Regions from separate parts of the Zea mays genome. Here region 1 is linked to region 2. The links are chromatin contacts, called in public Hi-C maps. All regions are on one chromosome and are shown on one strand. Each heading gives the region's core, a stretch centred on a gene start, on an enhancer-like site or on the middle of the called end of the contact. The rest is flanking DNA. Distances are from core to core; before and after follow the strand shown.

What was found. Hi-C and Micro-C count contacts between places; a contact is called where the count stands out from the background.
Region 1: a Hi-C map of ear shows a contact between it and region 2, with 4 times the contacts expected there. The contact joins the promoter of LOC100304262 here to the promoter of LOC100272235 in region 2. A contact is called at or near these places in 9 of 25 Hi-C or Micro-C datasets (bundle sheath, ear, endosperm and 3 more).

The regions. Positions count from the first base shown.
Region 1 is chr9:156,183,112-156,187,135 of Zm-B73-REFERENCE-NAM-5.0, forward strand. LOC100304262 (putative RING zinc finger domain superfamily protein) reads left to right here and starts at 2,187. Exons shown (of 1, transcript NM_001165705.1): 1 at 2,187-3,555. The coding sequence starts at 2,240. The coding sequence ends at 3,382.
Region 2 is chr9:156,000,478-156,004,542 of Zm-B73-REFERENCE-NAM-5.0, forward strand. It overlaps LOC100272235 (Ras-related protein RABA4a), which reads left to right and starts at 2,332. Exons shown (of 2, transcript NM_001159426.1): 1 at 2,332-2,629; 2 at 4,017-4,065. The coding sequence starts at 2,415. It overlaps LOC100280724 (protein binding protein), which reads left to right. Exons shown (of 5, transcript NM_001153644.2): 5 at 27-735. The coding sequence ends at 598. TRNAY-GUA (transfer RNA tyrosine (anticodon GUA)) reads right to left here and starts at 989; the gene lies at 903-989.

The DNA.
Region 1 (4,024 bases), core at 937-3,436, 180 kb after region 2:
AACAGCAGCACCTAGCTTATTTAATCCAGAGCAAATAATCCAGATTATACAATCTAGATTATAATTTAGATTATATAATCTATAAGTGGAAACAAACAGGGCCTATTTAGTCACCCTACTAAAATTTTGTGACTAAATATTAGTCTCTAAAATTTTCATTTGAGGCTAGTTTGGGAAAAACATTTTTACAAGGGATTCTAATTTTTCCAATGAAAAATGAACTATTTTTTTTTGTAAAAAATGAAAATCACTTCGAAAATAGTGTTTCCAGACTAGTCTTTAGAAAACTTATTTTAGCTATACTGTTTGGTATTTTAGGGATTAAAAATGACTAAATGTAATCAATAAAGTTTAGGAGATGGGCGAGAAAGAAGAGTCGCCTATATATGATTAGCGCCAGGCACGCACGGAATGGGAATTCATATTGACTAGCACGCCACACGAAATGAGATCGGCAAGAGAGAGATATAACATAACATATTACCGATCGACGCGACGCCGAAGAGTTGAAGGATTCAAATCAGCAATGAGTACGTCGTCACACATAAAAATGACTAGCTAGACCTGCTGGCTTCCAGATTTCACACTGCAACGGACGGTTTCAGCGTTGCTCGGAGATCCTTTTGCTTGAAACACGATGCTCGCTTAACTTCTGCTCGAGTGAGGTTACAGATACAGGCAGAACAGACTCCTGCCTGACAATTTTGACACCGCGCAGCAGCAGCAATGCAAGGCGGCGGCAGGCTGGTCGGGAAGCGATCTGCTCAGAACTGTCCTCGGTTCGTTCGTCTTTTGAAGTGGCGGTGGAAACGAGTAGAAAACGGTTGCGTCGATTGTTGCACAGTCCTAGAGCATCTCCAACGGCTTCCGATATCTCTAATCCTAAAATATATTTTAGAAGAAATTAGAAAAATTAACTTTCAACAGTCTCAAATTCATGCTCTCCCGCGGCAATCGACGGATCATCTAAAATACTCCCTCCGTTTCGTTTTAGTTGTCGCTGGATAGTGTAAAATTGAACTATCCAGCGACAACTAAAAAGAAACGGAGGGAGTATATTTTAGGATTAGAGATATCGGAAGCATGAGCCGGATCATCTCTCCCAATATATTTTAGAAGAAATTAGAAAAATTAACTCTCAAATTCATGCTCTCCCAATATCATGCATAGCTGCGAAAACATGAGCCGGATCATCTCTCCCAATCCTCCTCATTTTGACCTCTCCCGCGGCAACATCTCAAATTCATGCGCCGTGTTCGCGTGTTTGTCTCTGTGTTCGCACGTCCGTGACGTGAGCTTGGCGGCCGCACAGCGTACATGTGGGATGCAACCTGCTCCAAACAGCAGGCTCGTTTGGATGACGCGTACGTGTAAGATGCAGTGTTTGCTAATCCCAATCCTTCTCTCGTGTTAGCAAATTACTCGAGGTGAAGAATGGTCCACCGAGACAAGCCACATGTTTTCTTGGCAAAATAATTGGAAACTGTTTGCTAGGTCCAAAAGCTTTTGGAGGAGATCCGAATCAAAATATATTTAGAGGTTAAATACTGGGTGTTCTTGGAGATGCTCGGTGATGAGGCTCGGCGTTTCTTTTTCTTTTCAGTTTGTTTTTAATTTATTTTCTATCCAAGAGGGGGGTGTGAGGGTGATCGATCTGCACAAGCAAACGCATTATCAAATCTCGACCAAACCACAGCCTCATTCGTTCACCTGCTCCAGCTGAGATCATGGCGCACTATAGTTTGTCACCGGCGAGCTCAGCTGACCCGTTAAACAAGAGAATGATTAAGCAGCTCCGACAAATTGCAGGCATGAATCTCGGGTGCAGACTGGACAGCCTTCATCCATCAGCACCAGGCCACCGCGGCACCGCCCACGTCCGCAGTTCTGCACGTTTGCACGCCTAATCCATGCCGCGTGCCTTTGTGTCCTGACTCCTGACCGGGCGCGGACTATGCCATGGCATGGCTGGGGCAGGCATGCGCGAGTCAGCGCATCGCCACGTGGCCGTGACCTGCTCCGTCGAGCGAGTCTCCCCCTCTGCCGCCCCCCGTCGTCGCACCGACAGCCACTGACCAGGCGGCCCCTCTGTCTCGCGTCGCGTGCGTTACATTGCGCGCCCGCGTAATTCCGGTTCCTTCAAAACACCTCTGACCTCTCTCTCTCTCTCTTCCCATTTCCCAATCTCCAGATACAAGGCCAGCAGATCTCTCTCCGGCGCCCGGAGGTGGCATTGGCAATGGCCCGATGGCGTGTCGCGCCACCACTCGCCGTCCTGCTCCTCGTGCTCCTGTCCACCGCGGCGCGACCGTCTGTGGCTCAGCCGAGCAACAACAACAGCACGAGCAGCCAACACCACTCCCGAACCACCGCCGGCGGCGGGTTCACCCCAACCACAGTGATCGTGCTGGTGGCACTCATCTCCGCCCTCGTCGTGCTCACCCTCTTCTCCATCTACATCAACCGCTGCGCGCCGACCCGCCCTGCTCCCCCGCGCCGGCCGTCCCGCTACGCCCCACCGGACCACCAGCACCAGGCCGGAGGGAGCGCCGCCCACCCGGACCCCCGCGGTGGCGGCGCGCGCGCCGGCCTCGACAAGGAGGTCGTCGAGTCGTTCCCCACCGCGGTGTACGGCGACGTGAAGGCGCGCGTGGCGGCCAGATCGGGGTCCGGGTCGGGCCCGCTCGAGTGCGCCGTGTGCCTCGCCGCGTTCGAGGACCAGGACGAGCTCCGGGTGCTCCCCGCCTGCTGCCACGTCTTCCACCCGGACTGCATCGACCCTTGGCTCGCCGGCGCCGTCACGTGCCCGCTCTGCCGCGCCGACCTCACGGCCGCCGCCGCGCCTTACTACCCTCCCGCGTCCTCTGACGGCTCCGGGTCCGGGTCCAACCTGGCGGCGCGCCCGCACGAAGCGGTGCGGGAGGAGACGGACGACGAGGAGGAGCGGGGCGAGGCGCGCCTCGTCGCCGCTTGCACGCCCGAGTCCGTCGTCGCCAGCCTCGGCGCAGCGCCCCCCTACCACGAGTTCCACTACCGGCGGACGCAGTCCGCCATGGACGTGCCCGACCGGCACACGCTGCGGCTGCCGGAGCACGTGATGAAGGAGCTCACCGCGGTGCGCGGGCACCGGCGGGCCGCGAGCCTCGCCGCATACCCCGGCGCCGCGGAGCGGACGCCCGGGTGGCTGGCGTCGATCTGGCGGTCCGTGTCGTGGCAGCGGCCGAGCCGGACGGATCCGGACGCCGTCGACGACAGCGGCGGCAGCAAGCGCGTCGTCCCGATCAACGGGGCACCGGCGGAAAGGCCCAGCGGCGGGTCAGGGGATGATGCTACGGACGACATGGAGAAGCCTGACCATGACGCCTTGTTAAACCAGGTCTGATCGATTTGCATTTACCTTCGCCATGCGAGGACGATGGTCATTGATCGGTGTCGTCTAAGTGCTGTGCTGCTTCCCTCCGGGAAAAATTTGCGATTCTAGTTTGGTTTCTAGCTAAACGTTTTAAACCTGAACTAAAAAATTATATAAAGGAGTATACCCGACGTTTTCGTCTTAGACATTAGAAATTATAGAACTGCATTTTTTTCAGACGGAGGGAAAAGTAACGTGGATGGTATGGTAGAAAGAATCAGCATGTCGGATGCTTTCCATCCCGGTACTAGTACATTGTTTTTTTAATCTGGATATGAATGCCTCAAGAAATTGGTCACTGTAATAAGATAGTAACCGCGGCCCGCGGTTACTTGGAAGTCCTTGATTGCCTCCAGCTGTGGCATGAAGTTGTACAGTAGACTCCACGGTAGGCATGACATGAGACAGTACGAGTGTACGACTGCAAAAAAAAAAAAACAACGACGCCGGTTGCCGGAGCTATTTTTTTTCTTTTTATTCTCTTTTCTTTTTTTGGCCGGTGCCCAGTGGTCAGAGATAACTAGTCGAAGAATGTATTCCGTAAAAAAAACAATGGCCGCCATAGTTGCATGACGGCGACCCAAAGTAAGCAAGGTCATCAACAAGGACTAG
Region 2 (4,065 bases), core at 1,082-3,581:
TGTGTTTCTGCTTTTGGTTTATGCAGGCCTGTCGAGCTGCACGGCCATCAGGGAGCTGTACCTGGCCGGGAACAAGATCAGCGACGTGGAGGGGCTCCACCGCCTGCTGAAGCTGGCCGTCCTGGACGTGAGCTTCAACAAGATCAGCACGGCCAAGTCCCTGGGCCAGCTCGTGGCCAACTACGGCTCGCTGCGGGCGATCAGCCTGCTGGGCAACCCGGTGCAGGCGAACACCGGCGAGGACACGCTCCGCAAGGCGGTGTCGGGCCTGCTCCCGCGGATCGACTACCTGAACAAGCAGGCCGTGAAGCCGCAGCGCGCGCGCGAGGTGGCCAAGGACAGCGTCGCGCAGGCGGCGCTCGGGAACAACGCCGGGGGCAGCTCGCGGAGGCGGCTGGCGCGCCGCCTCAGCCAGAGCCCCGGCTCGTCGTCGGGCAAGGGCCGGGGCCGGGGCGGCAGGGAGGGGAACGGCAGCCGCAGGGGCAGCAGGAGCAGGTTCGTGGCCAGGCCCCAGAGCTCGAGCTACCAAGGAGATGAGGCAAAACATGACAACGGTGTTGGGCTTGAAGAGGGAGAAGAAACAAGTCCGTGCGTTTAAACTGCAAGATGTTGTTAATGAGCTCGAGTTTGACGCATCTATTGCTAGTTAGCGGTGTGTCTAATTTATCTTTGTAGTACCACCGTCGACGGATTAGGTCTCCAATGCAAAAAAATGTTTAGCGTCTACCATTTGATTCGTTGATCTTGTTTTCTTTCTCTGGATGATGATGATGACGAAGCGTAAAGAATCTGAGACTACGAATTATGAGGTTCAGTTGAACTCGTGAAAGCGCAGCTACATCAACAAATTTCATAGCACCAGCCACCAGGCCAGTCCGGACAAAAAAAAACTTAAAAAAAATTCCGACCTGCCGGATTCGAACCAGCGACCTAAGGATTAATTCTGCAAATACTACAGTCCTCCGCTCTACCAACTGAGCTAAGGTCGGTTTGATGTTTGCACTAATAACGTAAAGTATTATAACATTTGTATCATTCATAACTACATAAGTTGTCCAATGGTAAGCCTGACAGATACATCATGGCATGGCACCCCCGCTTGCCACTACAGATTTGCTCTTTTGTTTTTGCCAAAGCTAACTGCGCATCGATTTACCCCTTTGAATCGGCTCCAAAGAAATAAAGGCGCAGTCGGGTCCAAAGAATCATTACGTTACGGCAGGTTAATACCATCAGCTTCAGTCTCTATTCCTGCACGACTGGCTGTGCTTTGCATTATTTGCTCTTACAAGTTGTTACTTTTTTCTCTTGCATCCACACATCACACGCATGAAAAAGTTTCTGTATGACTGCCTACACGACTACCTTCTAAAATTCCAAACTTAGGACATGTTTAGCACTACACTTTTAGCAAACAGTTTAGCTCCTTAAAGTGTGCTAAACCGCTAAAGATTACCATATAGGATCCAAACAGACCCTTAGCAAAGTTCTAACGGGTCTTAAACTTATTTGGTTCTTTCCTAATTAAATTTTAGCTAGCTAAAGATTAGCTAAAAATATTAGCTAGCTAAATTTTAGCAAGCAATATGTTGTTTGGTTTTCTAGATAATGAACTAGCTAATACGAATAAAATGACATAAATATCCTTTTGATTTTACGATACTATATCATGGATAGATGAAAGTTATAGATATACGAGTCAATCAGCTAATATTAGTTGTCATTAGCTGGGGCTGAGAAATGGATGGAATAATGAAATCTGAGTTCTAGCTAAAACTTATCTAGTCTATTAGAGCATCTACAAGAAACTCTTCATTTTTTTTCTCTCTATTTGACTATCTATTTACGTTTTTATAAATATTACACTCTATATATAGCATCTCAGTCCAACAGACTATCTATCTAGTTTGGCTAGTCAAATTTAGCTAGTGAGAGAGACAATTTACAGAGTCAGATAGCTTACGAGTCAGATAGCTAGTCTGTTGGAGATTTAATTTACTATTGAGTAGCTAAAATTTAGCTTGACGAGTTATTTAGCTAGTCTTTTGGAGATGCTCTTAGCCAGCTAAAGTTTATCTTGTCGATCTATTAGTTATCTTGTTTGATTATAAAGTAGCTAAAGTTTAACGGGGCCTTATCTATTATTGATCTAGAAGTCTTTAGAGAACTATTGGACTTGCTCTTAGAATTATTGGACTTGCTCTTAGAAGTATAAATTTGAACTTTTAGAAAACAAAATCTAAAAAGAAAACCAGCCGGTGTCGTCTCGTCTGCTTTCAAAAACCATACAACAACCAACGAAAAGCGCACGCGCACGCGCATCCCGGCAGTCAGTAGCGCAGCTGCCTCTCCTCTCTTTGCCCCCCGGAGCCGGAGCAAGAGCGCCGCCAACAGCTCGCTACCGGCGCCGTGTCATGGCGGGGGCTGGAGACAAGGTGGACTACGTCTTCAAGGTGGTGCTGATCGGCGACTCGGCGGTTGGCAAGTCGCAGATCCTCGCCCGCTTCGCCCGCAACGAGTTCAGCCTCGACTCCAAGGCCACCATCGGCGTCGAGTTCCAGACCCGCACCCTCGTCATCGACCACAGGAGCGTCAAGGCCCAGATCTGGGACACCGCCGGCCAGGAGAGGTACCAGCAAACAACGCACCCGTCCATCCGTCCGCCTCCCCGCTCTACTCCCGATCCTATCCGCTGCTTTACTCACTAGTCTCTTGCGCAAATCATGCTCCTCGATCCGTTCCTCTGGCGCATTAGATCTCTCTGGACTGTAGCGGTTGCTGAAACGCTGAGCGCAATGGTGGATCTCTACTTCTGAAGCATTTGCTTTTTTTTGCGCGTTCACACCTACCTTACCAGCAAAGGACAATGTGCTGTTAGGTGATTAGATCTGGCAGCTCTATGCTTATGGTGCAGTGCTATTACTGAAGTCTTTAACTGTTGAGGCACGACGAATTCAATCATTCATGTTGGCTTCTACTTGCTCTGTAGTTTTTGGAACCGTAATTTGAGGAAGTAAACGTGTGCTATAGGTAGTGGAGGTGGTGGTTCTGCATTGACAGAAGTTGCTTGAGCTTGACTGGGAGCTTGAGCAAATGGGACAATATTATTCGAATTCTGAATTGTTCACATTTACCTTGTACTTCGCTCTTCTGCTTTCCGATACCCGACGTCATCTAATGCACAATTGACACCACCTTTAAAGTTTTTGTGGTACACAAATCAACAGGCCTGATAGACGTACTATGAAATGCTCTGCAAGAATCTAAAACCTTTGATAAAAAAAATTTGTTTGTTCAGACCTCTTTGGTGGGAGGCCTACCATGCTGGTTTGAATCTGAGGTACATTGCTTGTGCACTAGGTCATGGTTCCTCGTTTGGTCACAAATCATCGTCAGCTGTCAACATGTCATTACTCCTTATTTTGAGCAAATATGCCTTAATAGCTTGAGCCCGCAAGGCATGTTCGTGCCCTGTTAGTAGAACTGGGAGAATTTCGTAGAAGTAGAATACAAGCATCAGTCTGTCATTATCTTCTTCAGGCAATTCTTTACTCATGACAAGAAAACTTACAATGTGCATGATTCTCACTCTCGAAGTACTCTTCATATTAGAATCATCATTTGCTTTAGACATGTTTAGGGGTGGTAATGTGTTCTAAATTTTACACTAAAATTTTTACACTATAAAATTTAAGGATCAGACCAGATTAGGATTGAGCTCTATTTCTATTTTTTTAACTAAAATTATTTAAGGGCTCAAATAAATTGTGCAGAAACATTTGAATCGTGATCTATTACCACCCCTAGACATGTTCATAGTGTTCGGGCATTCTGATTATCGGAGTGCTGACCCGTGGAAATTATTTTATATATTGGGTCCTGGTTCATATCCGTGGCCTTAAAGCATGGCATATTTAGCCATTTTTAGGTGCTGTGACTTTTTGCACCTGCTTTCCATCACTTTTTTCTTCATTGACTTCTCATGCTGAGTTGCTGGTTACACCCAACTACTGCAGGTACAGAGCTGTGACAAGTGCTTATTACAGAGGTGCACTGGGAGCTTTG